2 separate regions of the Zea mays genome follow, and region 1 is linked to region 2. The links are chromatin contacts, called in public Hi-C maps. All regions are on one chromosome and are shown on one strand. The core of a region is the stretch at or near the end of the contact, and the rest is flanking DNA. Distances in the headings are between cores, read along the strand shown. Region 1 holds the start of LOC103626763 (auxin-induced protein 15A). Region 2 has its middle 83 kb from the start of LOC100381911.

Region 1 (7,476 bases), core at 4,579-7,078, 89 kb before region 2:
TTAAGTACATTTGTGAAACGACCATGCTTGATTTTATCATTTGCTTCTCATAAATATACAAGTTTGAGTATCCCTTCGCAGCCTGCAAAACATTTTACCAGAGCAGCATTCTCAATATGAGAAATAAGTGGAGAATAAACAAGTGTTAGATCAAGGACTATAAACAGTGACGTTTTACACATGATGATGTAGGAAAGATTTTCAAAAGTAATTGGATTTCTCATCCCGCGTCTGGATTTCTCATGGAGGCATTAATGGTTTGTCTGGATGAACACACTATCCTGTACTTTTTTTTTCATTCGAAAGGTAACTGTCAGCTGCAACCAAGATGATGGAGCTTGCTCTCTGTTCCTTGTCGTCATTTGCTTGAATTTATGATTTTATTCTCTTCATGATCCCAACAGTGCTCTCGTCCAATAAAATGCTCTTAAAATTCTATAGGTGGATACGGTGCGCCTGACATGGACGTCCGCATCAGGAAATCGTTCCTGTTTATTTGCTCCATATTTCTCCATCAGCATTTGGTTCTCGTTTTCCCGGGATGGAGTCGAAATTGTGTCGTCTTGTGTGGACATAAATTGTCTCTTGATTTGTGGCGATACGATGCAATGATTGTTATGATTAAGGTCTTGCATTATGCAGATCCAAAGTAAGGTTGTATCCAGCGGATCGTGTATATTGCCGTGTACAGAGATAGCATAATGAAGGTGGAACACTGTCAACAATCAAGGTCTCTTTCCACAGAACCTTAATACTGATTTCTGTTCTGTTAACTGCAGGCTTCTCTGTGTTCCGTTCCATGTGGTGACTCAAATAACATGTTGAGTACCCTCAAAATCTAGGTAAATATGTTGGGCAACATATCATCTCTGAAGTGATTAAACTTTAGCCACTTTTGGTTTAGCTCAGAGGATCCAAATAGACCATAAATCTTGTCCATCCGATCTACCATCTACGGTTGAGTACAATCCTATCTGAGGACAACACACCTTGTTATATGCAAACATAGGGATTCTTTATAAAATAGTTTGAGAGGAGGTAGGATTATACTGAACCGTAGATGGATTTGATGAATAAGATTTAATGTTAGCATATTACTTCTTCTGTCTCAAATTATTAGTCCTTTTAACTCTGGAATTTATGTCTATATTCAAATGTATAAAGATGAACCTAGACACATATATAAAATATATACATATGAACCCATTAATTGATTAAAACGAATTTTAATTTGGGATGAATTTTATTCCTGTATGATCATTGATGTTGCTAAAGATGGACAAGTCACAAAGTGTTTTAGCACACCAAAATTACAAGGACATTTAGCTCGTCTCTTTTTCTCTCTTAAGCTAAGACCTAATCACTCACTAATGATGGTACTAAGCATATTTCTAAGCCTTTGACATGATCACTAAGCTCTAATATAGTGGATGGGATGTTATTCATTTGCTCTAGCTAGATATAGTCCCAATATACTCCAACACTCTTCCAATGGATGGCCAAAGGCATATTTATAACTTGTACATCTCCAACTAGTCACTAGATACTATGTTCATGGGCTGTAGATGCAGTCCTTATCGAATGATCTATTGGTAGCCAACAACACTATGACGAGACATCAGTGAGGTATTGATTTTACCATTATTAAGCATTGGTACCCGATCCATTGGTACCGGGTCCTACACCACTGTTCGATATATATTATCAAATGTCAATGTATTGTTCACTCTCCTTTTACTCCATCCAATCTTATTGCGTGCATCTGTTTCATCATCGAATGTATCTGATGACTTTGTTCACCTTGATGTTTAACTTGTGTTTTGTTCATCAATATATGATCTGATACTACATCACGATGGACAATTCGATGATGCTATGCACACACTATTACAAAAATGATTTTTTTTCAACATGGTTTCATTTTCTAACGGAGATGGACGACTTATGAAACCATATATAACCATGACGACGAGCACTATAGTCAATGAACTACTGCTTAAATTTAATAGTGTATTTTTAGTAAAACTGCATTTATAAATTTTTTGGGGATGATTTGTTTAAACCAACAACCCTAAAAGTGTATTTTTAGTAATAGTTGCATTGCCATATATAGCCTATTATTCAAAGACCAGTTTCAAGAGCAGCTGCCATACAAGTATTACTAAAAATACACTTTTACAAGGATACTTGTCGCAAGACAACTTCCGTAACCATCCGTAAACATCCGTAACCATCCGTAAATTACTTTTCCGTAGTAATAGTTTCAAGAGCAGCTGCTTCATGTATCCTTGTAAATTACTTTTCATACTTCGTTTTTTTTCCTTTGGTTTTCGATCTATAGATGCTCGCATGCATATATGGGCTAGATGCTGAGGCATTGAGATCGATAGAGAAGCATCCAGCTCCCATGTGCGTTGTTCCAGCATGACGGCAATGTTTCACCTGAACCCAATTGACGTCTATCCACTTAAATTCCAACACTCTTGACATATATATATATATATATATATATATATATATATATATATATATATATATATTACATGGAGAGTATCTTGCATGGTACTATATGCGTGTGCACAAAACATTTTTAGTATAGTTGAGATAGCGACACGTACGTGCATAGGCAAACATTCGAGAGATTCCGTGATATGTTTGCACTATATATGGAATATTTCAATGTAGCATGATATATTCATGGTACGGTGATCTATCACTGTAGAGTGCGTATACAAGGGCAACGCATGGCATGAACGCTAATGGATTTAACTCTATGTTTTCTTTACTTTTAATATGTTTTGTTTGAATGAAAAGCCCCTTTTCGAAGTTTGTACTGCTACGAAGTTAACCTCTGAATCATTCGACCATGATGTCGTTTTCATTTAGTTACGCGGTGCAACTAACTAATATATAAGAGCAACTTCAATAATTATGTAAATTTTAGCCCTATAAATCACAGATTTAAGAAGTTGCTAAGTAACTTTGCGAGTAAAAAATGTGAGATCTCCAACAGTTCTCTAAATATATGTTGTAGTTTTGTTTTGTATCTATCCACGTAAAAAAAGTCACAAATATCATCAATTACCTTCATTATCTACATAATGCCGTCAATATTTTTTATTTAAGAAGTTGCTAAATGTTTGTTAAATGTAGAGAGTAAATGAGGTTAAAAATGGAGGGATAAAACATTAGTCCCTAAAAACTAAACACCTCCTAAATGAGATTAACCAAACGATGTTCAAAAACATCCTACGACAAAATAATTATTAACACTCTTTGAGCAGGAAATGAATTCAAATCATCTGGACATTTGCACCAAAACTACTACTACACATCAATAATCAATTGATGTTACAATGAACGTGCTTAACGTCGACCGTCCAACAACTCATGCATGCATGACTCGTCGCACAGCTTCACCAAAATAATAACCAACAATTTGTACATACTGGTCATGGCAGTGAAAAAAAAAGAGTTCTCAAAGAGAAGAAAAGAGAGACAGAGAAAGAAAAAAAATTCAAGAAATGGAAAGGTGCAGTCCACAAGATGTTACATCATGGCAGGTTGGCAATAGTGCTGCCTGCCACGCCAGGTCTCCTGAAAACACACATGCACGTTGCATTGGGCATGTAGCTAGATCACCCCGGGAGAGCATGAAAAAACATCATTTAATTAATAAATCAATAACGAGGATACCTAGCTAAGCTAGGTTGATCATCGATCAGTAGTTGACTAGTTGAGCTACAGCGAATCAATGGACGATTCAGGCTCACAGTTAGGCAGCAGCAGAGTGCAGTAATGCAACTTGATTGCATTCGTAGTACGTGCTACCAGATCTTTACGATCCTGCCGGCGGTGCCGGCGCTCTTCTTCTTGGCGCCGCCGCCGCTGCGGAAGGCGTCGAGGATCTGCTCGAGGCGGTCGGCGGAGCAGGGCAGCACTATGGGGCGGGCGCCGGGCTCACCGAACTCCTCCTCGGCCATGCTGAGCAGCTCCCGGAAGGTGTCGCTGGCGAGGTAGGCGATGGGGACGAAGAATCGGCGGCCCTCCCGGGTGTAGGCCGCGAAATGGCCTCGCGGGCACGCTGCCGCGCTTGGGGAGGTGACCTTGCTGCTGCCGCCGACTCCCCATTTCTTGGAGACGATCTCCGTCAGCTTCAGTGAGCCCATCGTGATGGTGGAAGCAGAAATGCAGTAGAGAGATATAGGTACGATCGATGCGTCGCCCCTGTGTGCTCTAGTTCAGTTTGCGTGTGTGCGGTACATGCATATATGTTGGAGCTAGCTAGTAGCTCTACTGCACTGCACAGGTTTAATTGGTGCTATGTGGCTGCTGGTGAGGTGTGTGTGTGACTTGTGAGTACTGAGTAGAGAGAGCAAGCTAGCTAATGGGGTATAAATAGAGGTGTTTGGGGATGCCTCCGTTCTGTGGCAGACTGGCAGTCAGCACATTCTGTGGGGTTGTGCATGTGGCCGTGGCTGCTGCATTACTCTAGTGTTTGTTTCTGTAATATGATGTGATAAAAATGTTTCGCTCCTAATTAATTATTGTTTGGATTGGTTCTATCACTAATAGAAAAAAAACTCTATGCATGTGGTAGTGCCTAATTTTTACGGACGGTTTTGGCTGTAGAACGCCAGCGAAATAAAATAGTTCGTCCAACTCAATGAAACGCCAGTGAATTTTTGAAACGACCTAGTATGTAAAAGATGTAGATTTCTAAAAGTTATGAAATTTTAAAGTTGACAACCTTTCATTTGAAATTATTTGGGCTGCCAAAATTGCATTTGAATTTGTCAAATTTGAAATGCAAACGATCCCGGATAGAAAAAGTATCAAAATAAAAGTAGTAGAACTTAAAAAGTCATTTAACTTTGTAGTCAACAACCTTTTCGTTTGAATTCATTTACACCCTTAAACAATCAATTTACATTTGGTTTGTTGTAATATGTGGGCAACAAAATCCCACACTTGACACAAGTCATGTCATGGGTGGAGTTGTAGAGGATGCTTCATGTGAGGGTTGTGGGATTGATTCTCATCTGTTGCGAATAAGAGGAGTTAGCAGGTTCGGAGTCAAGGGAAAGTTAGCATCTCGATATATCGGGTCGTACCAAATTCAGGCAAGACGTGGAGAAGTTGCCTACCAGCTCAGCCTACCAGAAAACCTGGCAGCGGTGCATGATGTTTTCCACGTATCTTAGCTAAAGAAATATTTGCGAGTACCAGAAGAGCAGTTGCTAACCGTGGATCTTGAAGTCCAAGAAGACTTGACATACATAGAGAAGCCAACCCAAATTCTTAAAACAGCAGACATGGTCACTCAAAGGAGCACCATCAGGCTGTACAAAGTCAAATGGAGCCATCATTCTGAAGAAGAAGCAACCTGGGAAAGGGAAGATGACCTCAGAGCCAAGTATCCCGAACTCTTTGCTAGCCAACCTTGAATCTCGAGGGCGAGATTCTGTTAAGGGGGTGGATTTGTAACACCCTAAAATTGGGGGTATAAACTTCTTCTCTAATATCCACCAAATTCAGGTGTTACCTCTCTTCTCCTCTCTCCCCATTTCTTTTTTCTTTCCTAGAGTAGAGGAGTGGTTGTTTTATTTGGAAATGTAATTATACTCTAGTACGCAAAACTCCAAGGGAGTATGAAGTGTTGCATCTTGTTGAACCCAAAACTTTATTTTTGTTTGATGCCTATGCTTGAGGAGTTCCAATTTGAATTTGTGGCAGGTTTGAAATTGAATCCAAAAGAGAAAATAAAAGTAAAAGGAAAAACTCTCTCCCTCTCTCGGCCTTGGCCCACCTGTGGCCCACTCGGCGCCTCACCTGTGACCTAGCCCCGCTCGGCTGAGCTCCCCCCCCCGCGGCCAACCGTGGCCTGCACCCCCAATCTCGCTAAGGCCCGCCTCTCAGTGGCTCTACCGACGTGCCTGGCCCCTCGCTCCCGATGACTCCCAGCCGCACCGGTCAGCTCCCCTATCCCCATAACCGGCCGAGCGGAGTTCCCTGTGCGTGGGCACGCGCGCCTAGCCCCTGGCCCACTTGTCATCCCCACCCCGCGATAACCCCTGCGTCCACATCGCTTGACCCCACCTGCCATTCCCTCCCCTCGCGCATGTCGCCCACCCACCCTCCATGACCGGAGCTTGGGTGCATAAAGCCCCCTTCCCCCCATGCATGACCTACCCTTGTTGCCCGCGCCGCACCGCTGTCGTTGGCTTGCCTGCTACCGTCGTCAAAGTCGCCAACCGCCTCACGCCGCCGGAGCTTGCCAGAGGTCGATTTGAGGAGGAGCTCCACGTCATCGGGTCAGTGGAGCCGCCCCAAGGTGAGTCGTGGTCGTCTACTCCCTCCCCCCTCTGACCTCTCCGGCGAGCGCCCACGGTGGCCCTGTGCCTCTAGGTCAAGCCACAGAAGCCGCTGACCGCGGTTAAGCCGCCCTGCGCCATGCATAAGCGAGGGAGACAAAGGCCCTAGCGTCTAGGCCCCGCCTGTTAGTGGGATGTCCTTTGCGCCACCCACCAGCGCGCTAGCGCACGCGCCTTCTCCCCACCCACTGACTGCTAGGCCCCCTGGCCCCACACCACCACGCGCACCGCGTCCCACCTCTCCTCGGCCATCTGTCGCACGCCGGAGAAGCCACCTGCCCTTACCTGCACGCACTCATGCCTCACGAGATCGGTCGTGCGCCATCCCTGATTCCTCGGGGTCCCCCGTGCCCCAACAGTGTAGGCCGCCGTGTGGCCGGCCGCAGCCAATAGCCAGCCGCCACGTGATGTCTCCCCTCATCGGCGCCCACGCGCTTTTGTGCTAAGGTCCTTGTCTTTCTCTGAAATTGCGTGCCTGCGGCCTGGGTCTAGGGAAACTGCCCTGCTGGCCCCTAAAGTCTATAGTTATTTACGTTTTAGTCCCTAAGACTTGAAGACCCTATAACTTTTACATAGAAATTCCGATTTAAGTGATTCGAATTGCAAAAGGTTCATGATAATTTTGTCCACATGTTAGCGGTATGTTCATCTTCTGTCTTGATAATTTAATTAATGGTTAACTCCTAGTTGTAATAAAGTGTGTAGAGCCTTGAATTAAAATAATTAAGAATAGGGGACCATATCAAATGTTCTAGTTTTAGGGCTTAACACCATCTAATGAATGATCCTATTACTCAACTAACTTTATTTGAACAAGTACTATAATAACATGGACTTGATTAGTGAATAGTGAACCAAATTGTATAGTGATCTAACCTAGGTTTAGGGAACACCTCACTGCCTGTCCCTTTTTGTTCAACCTGTGTTGCATATGTTTGGCGTACTATTCTTTTAGTATTCCCCAAGTGTGTTGAATGGATGATTGCTTTGTGTAGACAGCGAGCAGTCCGTGGTTCCCGAGGGAGTTATAGGAGATTTCCCTAAGCAGCAACTTAGTGAAGGCAAGTGTCCTCTGACCCATGATGTCCTACTCACTTTACAA
Region 2 (7,225 bases), core at 1,335-3,834:
TTCCACAGGACATACACGGGATATTCAGTGCCATCGTTGCCGAGGATTTGGACACATGATTCAGGACTTCCCGAACAAGCGTACCTTGCTTATACGTGATAATGGTGAGTACTCTTCAGCTAGTGATTCTGAGGAAACTAGTCATGCTATGATTGCCACTAACCATGAAAAAAATGAGGAAGCACACATTGATCCCATCGACGCTGATAGGTATGAGAGTCTTGTTGCGCAGTTGTAGCACCCTATCCAATCCCTGGATTGGCGGTACTTACTCCTGGCAGCCCTCTAGGATCATATATTATCCCAACAGACCAACACGGGTCTTTTGTGCGCACTTTGTCCTCACTCATGCACACCTAACAAAACTTCCCGGTTGGTCACCCATCCCAAATTGCTTCAAGCCAAGCATGCTTAACTTGGAGGTTCTTTTGAGATAGGCTTCCAAAAAAGAAGATGCACCTTGTTGATATGGATACTCTATTAATTTTATTAAGCCTTGGACCAGGATATCACCATCCCAGGGCCAGGATAGCACAATCCACCCCCCCTTAGAAGACCGATGTTCTCGTCGATCAACCCCAATCCAGGAACCTTCCCTCTTAGCCACGTCTGTGTGTCTAATGTCGTCATATGCCATGCCATGTGACCACTCTGGGCCCACATGCGCCATGCGCCATATACTCGAACCCCTAACCCACACACGCCCATGAAACTGTGAGGGTCGGCTCTGATACCACTTGTAACACCCTGTCCAATCCCTGGACCGGTGGTACTTACTCCTGGCAGCTCTCTAGGATCATATATTGTCCCCACAAACCAACACGGGTCTTTTGTGCGCAATTTGTCCTCACTCATGCGTACCCGAGAAAACTTCCCGGTCGGTCACCCATCCCAAATTTCTCCAAGACAAGCACACTTAACTTGGAGGTTCTTTTGAGATACGCTCTTGTTGGCATGGATACTCTATTAATTCTATTAAGCCAAAGGTGCATTTTGTTGGCATGGATACTTTATTAATTCTATTAAGCCTTGGGCCAGGATATCACCATTCCAGGGGCTAGGATATCACAACAGCGTGTTCTCAGCTCAACAAGTTGTGGAGAATAATGTGCATGAACTCACCAAAGGTGGGAGTTCATGTGAAGTGTAAGGCTGATCAACAAATAATGGTTAAGCTGAGAATTGCTTTTAATAAGTTGGTCAAATTTTATTAGCAGTTACTAAATGTAAGTGTATACCAACCCAAGGTAATAGTAGATCAAAATTAATACTAAACCACCATGTGATGCAAATGACAAATTAAATTTACTTCCATAAATTAATCATGTGAGTGTCCGAGCCGCTCATGACTGTGAGCACGACTGATATACCAGTTTTACACTCTACAGAGGTTGCGCATCTTTACCCACAAGCCATGCTACCCATTTGCCAAGGGGTCCAGAAGTCCCATTCATCTCTATCGAGGAGACAAGGCAGGGGCACTTAAAGGTCTTTCCAAAGTTCCACTAGTTTGAGAAAACCCGCTACGGATTCAGGAAGAAGGAAGCATAGGAATCCCCCTTCCAGAAAGCTAGATAGACAGTCCGACCCAAGAACCTCCCTATACGCTGCAGCGACGCCTCCCCTCTTGCCCCTTTTAGGTAAGGTAATTTCTCCCTAGCTTTCCTAATTACCTAGCCAAGGGTGCCCATTCCACCCTTGTGGTAGCACTGTTTTCCCGGGTGGTTCTTCATGTTCCAATTAACACAGTAATCTTATCATTAACAATAAATAATCAATAGTAATAATAAAGAATGATCATGTGTAAAATTTATCTCAACACCCAAAACCACATATAGCAATAGCAGGACTACTCAAAAGTTCAGTGGTGATCAAGGCACAAGATAAAGAAGACTAGGGTGACCTATTGGGTCCCATCAAAATTAAGCCTAAACATGCCAAAGTGATTATAGAGAACATTATTGGGTAAATAAAAGTGGTCAAGGGCATAACTTGCCTTCAACGAGTTCCTGCTCAGTATTTTCCACCTGCTGAGCACCTGTCTCCTCGGTTGCTTGCTCGTCTACTCGCAAAAATACAAACAGACATGTTATAGGAGAAATTAACATTACACCAAACATTAGAACATAATCCATGATAATATTTTATGTATCATAACGAGATCACAGGTTCGAGAACCACTAAATTCGGAGTTACGGTTAATGAATTATGATTTTCCGAAGTTTTAAGTGTATGATATAGAATAAATTAAGTGCATAATTTTAATCTATGTTTCATGACAAAACAGGGTTACCATATGATAAACAATATTAATATGAAATTAATGCAACTGGAATGGGTCAAAAAGAAGTTAAAATGAATTAGTTATGAATTAAATAAGTTTCTGGAATTATTTTTATACTAGAAATCATTTTCTGTTTTATTCCTGAATAATTTAAACGGTTCTGGACTGCGGACATAATATTGTGAAAGCGAAGGGTCTTTTTCATAAACCTAAGGACGAAGCCGCTACACTTCTTCACTCTAGCGTGGACGGCGGGTTGATTTGCATTTTCCCGAGGGCTCAACTGCAAAATAGAGCTGGTTACAGAGTGGCGGACGCAGATCGGCCATCCGATCTGAGTTCAACGCTCCAGATTAGACTAATACGTGGATGAACCGGTATGCAATACCACACGTCGATATCAATGATGTGGATTTTAAACACTAGAGATCTGATTCTACTCGTTTGATTTAGATCAAATGACTCAGATTCATCTGCGTAAAATGCTTCCCTTCATCTAACCCAAACCGATCATCACCAGACCAATGGTCCCAACCATCACAGACCCCAATCTAATCTCATCCGTCCACTACGAAACGGATGGTAGACAACTATCTTCTCCTCCCCGTGGCGATGGAACGCACCACCGCCCTTCTCCACGGCGGGGCTCACCGGCGAGCAACCCTAAACGGCGCCATAGGCACCCCCAACCGGCCCTCGGATCCAGATGAAGTGCAGCAGATTACGGACTAGACGTGGTTGCACTTACCGTTAATTGACGCAGGGGATGGCCTGGTCCGCGGCGACGAGTGGCACCACCGCGAGTCTACGACTCCGGTGAGAAATTTCGGGATCCTCAATTGATTGCTCCGCCCGACGAGGCCACAGACGATTTCCTCATGACACGACGAAGCTCACAATCCTGAGTTTGACAACTTGATGACACAGAATACGCGATGTGACTCCGACGGCCCAATACCCTCACTGCACGGTGACCTCACCGTGACTCTCGATGTTCCTGGGTGTGATTCGAATGGAGGAGTTAGGAGTACGATGGTTTGGGGGGTTTATATCCCATGGACGAAGCAAAGAACCCATCTGGGGCTGACCTAGTGCTCTGACAACATCAACGAAGGTGGTTGCGAGCTCCGCCAACTCTGGTGTTGATGACAACCAGCCAAGTGGGCCTAGCCGGCGGTGACTGCACAACAGAGAGGAGGCTGGCGCGTGGGCCTCGGATGCCATTGTAAATGCGGGCACGGAAGGAACGGCCTGTGAGGCTGTCAGGTAGGTCAGGCTGTTGGCGCCGGTGCTCGGAGACAAGAGCTAGGCTGCGCGCGGTAGATGACTGGGCCAAAATGTGGAGTGGCGGCCCAGCTGTCTGCTTCTTCTCTTTTTTATATAATTTATATTTTATTCCCAAATCAAAGATTCAAACAAAACTCGAATTCTGACTTTGAATTTTTAGTTTTGCAAATATATAATAGAATCTAATAGGAATATAAATTCTACTTTTTTGCAATAATATTATTTTTTCTCTCCCTTTTGCTTAATTAGGGAAGGGGTAGTTGACTTTATTAAAATTTTCTTTCTAGATTTAATTTTCACATTTTTCCTTTTTAAATTTTAAATCCTAGTAGGGTTTGAATAATTAGATTCCCATTAATATGCAACTCATACAAAAACATCAGCATGCTATGCAAGATTTATTTCCATTTACTTTACATATGATCACAATTGCAAGCACATCCATATAGAGATATTAACTCCACTTCTATATAAAAGTTGGGTATTACAAAGGTTTCAGTCTGAATCCCTCCTTGCCTTGTCTGACAGCCCAACTTTAGGGGCATTTTACTCTAGTTTTTGAATAACACTAGGCCTAACTCCCTGTGAGAAACTTGTTCACTAATAGAGGGACTACAACTTTGCCATAAGGTTCATGGTAATTCTCTCACTTGATCAAGAACCAAATGGCTCCAAAGTTAAGGGAATGCCTGTAACACCCCAGGTGTTACCTAAGGCCCTAGCAAAAGGAGCACACTTATGTCCTACTTATCCTATATGCTAGATTAGAAAGTGAAGGCACTAAAAGCTTAGAATCATGATTAAGCTAAGTATTGATCATAACAAGAAGGAAACCCTAGCCTTCATACATTCTCACTCATGAAAAAGATTCCAAAACCCTAATTCCCCTCTTAAGCCATTAAACCCTAAACATGGGATTAAAGGGGAAAGAGTGGGCAAATGACCAAATCATGAAAGGAAACCTTTACCAAAGATGAAGTATATTAGAAAATCTACCAAATGTATTAAGGAAGATATTACAAAAAGGCCCAACAAAAACCCCAAATCAGTTAACCAAGTGGAGAGCACAATAGAGCCATCAAAAATTTCTCTAAGTCTCAAAACCAACCCTAGCCTAAAGATCAGATGTGTTCACCTTTGTGTTGGCGCCAAAATCACTTGGACCAAATAACAAAAAGTGGCCAAATTACCCAAGGCACACCCCTGAAAAGTTTGAAACCAAACCAGTGCCATTTGACATGGTTTGGCATCATTTTTATCGCTGGTGAACAGTGCAGATAGACAAGACTTGGCGCCCACATATCTTGTAAACTACGACAGATCTTCCATTGGAACTTACACAAACTAGCTAGCCCTAGGTGCCAGGAAGAAATCTTTCAGAAGACCTTTGGCGAGTTTCGCACAGTTGTGACCTCTGTAGGCGCAAGAACTTGGGCAGATGAACACGACCACGTGTTCGACGCGCCCTGGCAACGCCAGAGCACGCGCTCGGCGCTCAGCCCGCGCGCGCAGCCCCGCGCCGTGCCAACCCCGCGCCCATGTCCACGCCTGTGGCTATAAAGCCGACCATGGCCTCGACCGTACACCCCCGCGCGTCCCTGACCCAGCCCGAGCACGAGATCGCCGGCGTTTGCCCAGAGAATCCCGTGCCAGCGGCCGCGCAAGCCACGACCACCGTAGACCGGCTAAACCAGCCATCCTCCGCCCCGTCCGACCCTTGGGTTAGCTTCTACGGACCGAGTGAAGCTTCCCGAGCTGAGGATTGAACAATACCTCACCGGAGACGCCGGATCGACGTCGCCAGACATCAAATGGCCGCCGTCGCACATAGACCGAGCTCCACGGTAAGCCATTCTTTGATTCCTTGTACCTATAGCACCCTTGGCATCCCGTGAAGCTCCCTATGCCAGTTGATTGAGCCCTACCGCTGTGAGCAGGACGGAGCACACGCCGCCGATGAGCCCGACCACCTGCGCACGCGGTCAGCCCTATCCCAGCCATCACCGTCGACGATCTGTACCTCGTCGTGACCGCCAGGACCTCCCGGACCTCACCCAGCCCTTCATTGGACCTCCCTCGCCGCTGGTAAGCCGCACCACCCTTTTTCCTCTCCGCGGTTACTGTTGCAAGGGGAAGGAGCTCGGGTTGAAAGAAAGAAGAGCCGAGGGGTTTTTGCGAGGTCAGTGACTCAGAGGAATAGTTCCGCAGGGGTACGGTTTAAAGGATTAGTTAAGGGAAAACCCAGGGGCCTCGGCACAAACTAGTTTTCCTTAAAACCATTTAAGCTTTATTTTTTAAAATAAATACAAAATTTGCAAAATTCATAACTCGAGTTTTACCCAGCCAAATTTGGTCAAACTAATTTTGCTAGGTCCTAAATAATATGAACTACTTAGAAAAAATAACTAACACCCTGAGTACTGCAATACTTTTTAGAGTTTCAATTTAATTAAGTGTACTGCCCAAAACTAAATAAATGGAGGAAAAATAGAAATACTTTTGGACTGAGGGTAAGAAAAATCAGAGACATGCTTAACTACTAACCACTCTGTTTAAAAATGTTAAACTCCCCAGTATACTAGGTTAAGGAAGGATTAACCATAAAAACTTGTTTTGGTCCAAACCTTAAGAAAATGAAAAGGGGGACGAAAAATAAGTACCAGAGGGCAACCACATTTTTCCTAGCTTACTTAGGTAACATAGTTCACAAGAAAGTTTTGTTGAATCCTCTGTTAGTACAAAAGAAATGCACCATGTTGGGGGTCTGCTTTGTCGCCGAAGGTCCCATAAGAAGAAACACCTTCGGAAGATTGACATAAAGCCGAAGCTACCAATCAGAAGGCTTTGGAGTACATTTCCAAAGGCACCGACTTAAAGATGAAATGACTAATCAGCCCATGATAACTTGTATTATGATTGTAGACCTTTGTAAAGGGCATGAATGTAATTCCCCATAGGCTGCGTCCTGTGCCTATAAATAGATGAACAGTACCCATGTACTGTTCACGCTATCCTGTAATTGCTCGCGTGTCACACTTGGATTTTTGCCTTCTGTCAAGCCGAAGGTATAAATGTAATTAAATATTATATTTAATATTCAAGTTTATATAATGATAACATATGAATAACATTATATGTCTATTCATATTATCTTTCATCTTTCAATATCTCGTAACCATGATGATGAAGGTGCGTCCTTCATGACCTTCGTCCGAAGATCGTTATATCCTAAGGGAAATAATGCTTCGAAGGACGAAGGACTTTAACATTTAATATTTTGTGTTGCCTTGTTCTTGATTCATAGCAGTTGAGAACAAGTCCCCAACATTGGCGCCCACCTCCGGTGAACTCACTTCCACTATTGAGCTGATGGCTTCGTCCAACATCCAAGCTGAAGCTGCTTCGGCTACGAAGCTGGTGCTCCCAATAACAGGCGGTTCATGCTCAGAAACAGCCAACAAGAAGCAGAAGAAGGAGGCTTAGAGAAGGGTGCAGCATGTTGGGGTGCAGGGACCCTTCATCAAGTCAAAATGGTCCCACATTCCAATTACCTTCTCCCAGGAGGACCTTCAGCTCAAGGATTATCCTCATAATGATGCTATGGTCATATCTTGTGTCATCAAGGGATTTCTGGTCCATAATGTTTTAGTTGAT

The links. Hi-C and Micro-C count contacts between places; a contact is called where the count stands out from the background.
Region 1: a contact with region 2 is called in a Hi-C map of leaf, with 6 times the contacts expected there. The contact joins the promoter of LOC103626763 here to the enhancer-like site in region 2. A contact is called at or near these places in 6 of 25 Hi-C or Micro-C datasets (ear, leaf, leaf mesophyll and 1 more).

The regions. Positions count from the first base shown.
Region 1 is chr5:103,816,271-103,823,746 of Zm-B73-REFERENCE-NAM-5.0, reverse strand. LOC103626763 (auxin-induced protein 15A) reads right to left here and starts at 5,828. Exons shown (of 1, transcript XM_008647132.2): 1 at 3,293-5,828. The coding sequence starts at 4,169. The coding sequence ends at 3,828.
Region 2 is chr5:103,723,985-103,731,209 of Zm-B73-REFERENCE-NAM-5.0, reverse strand. No RefSeq gene overlaps it. Among protein-coding and RNA genes, the nearest start is that of LOC100381911, 83 kb to the right of the region's middle. Within about 2 kb of position 2,584, at least 17 of the 20 cell types and tissues checked have an H3K27ac peak or open chromatin away from gene starts, as enhancers often do. A contact at or near this core is called in ear, leaf, leaf mesophyll and 1 more, where this site is marked.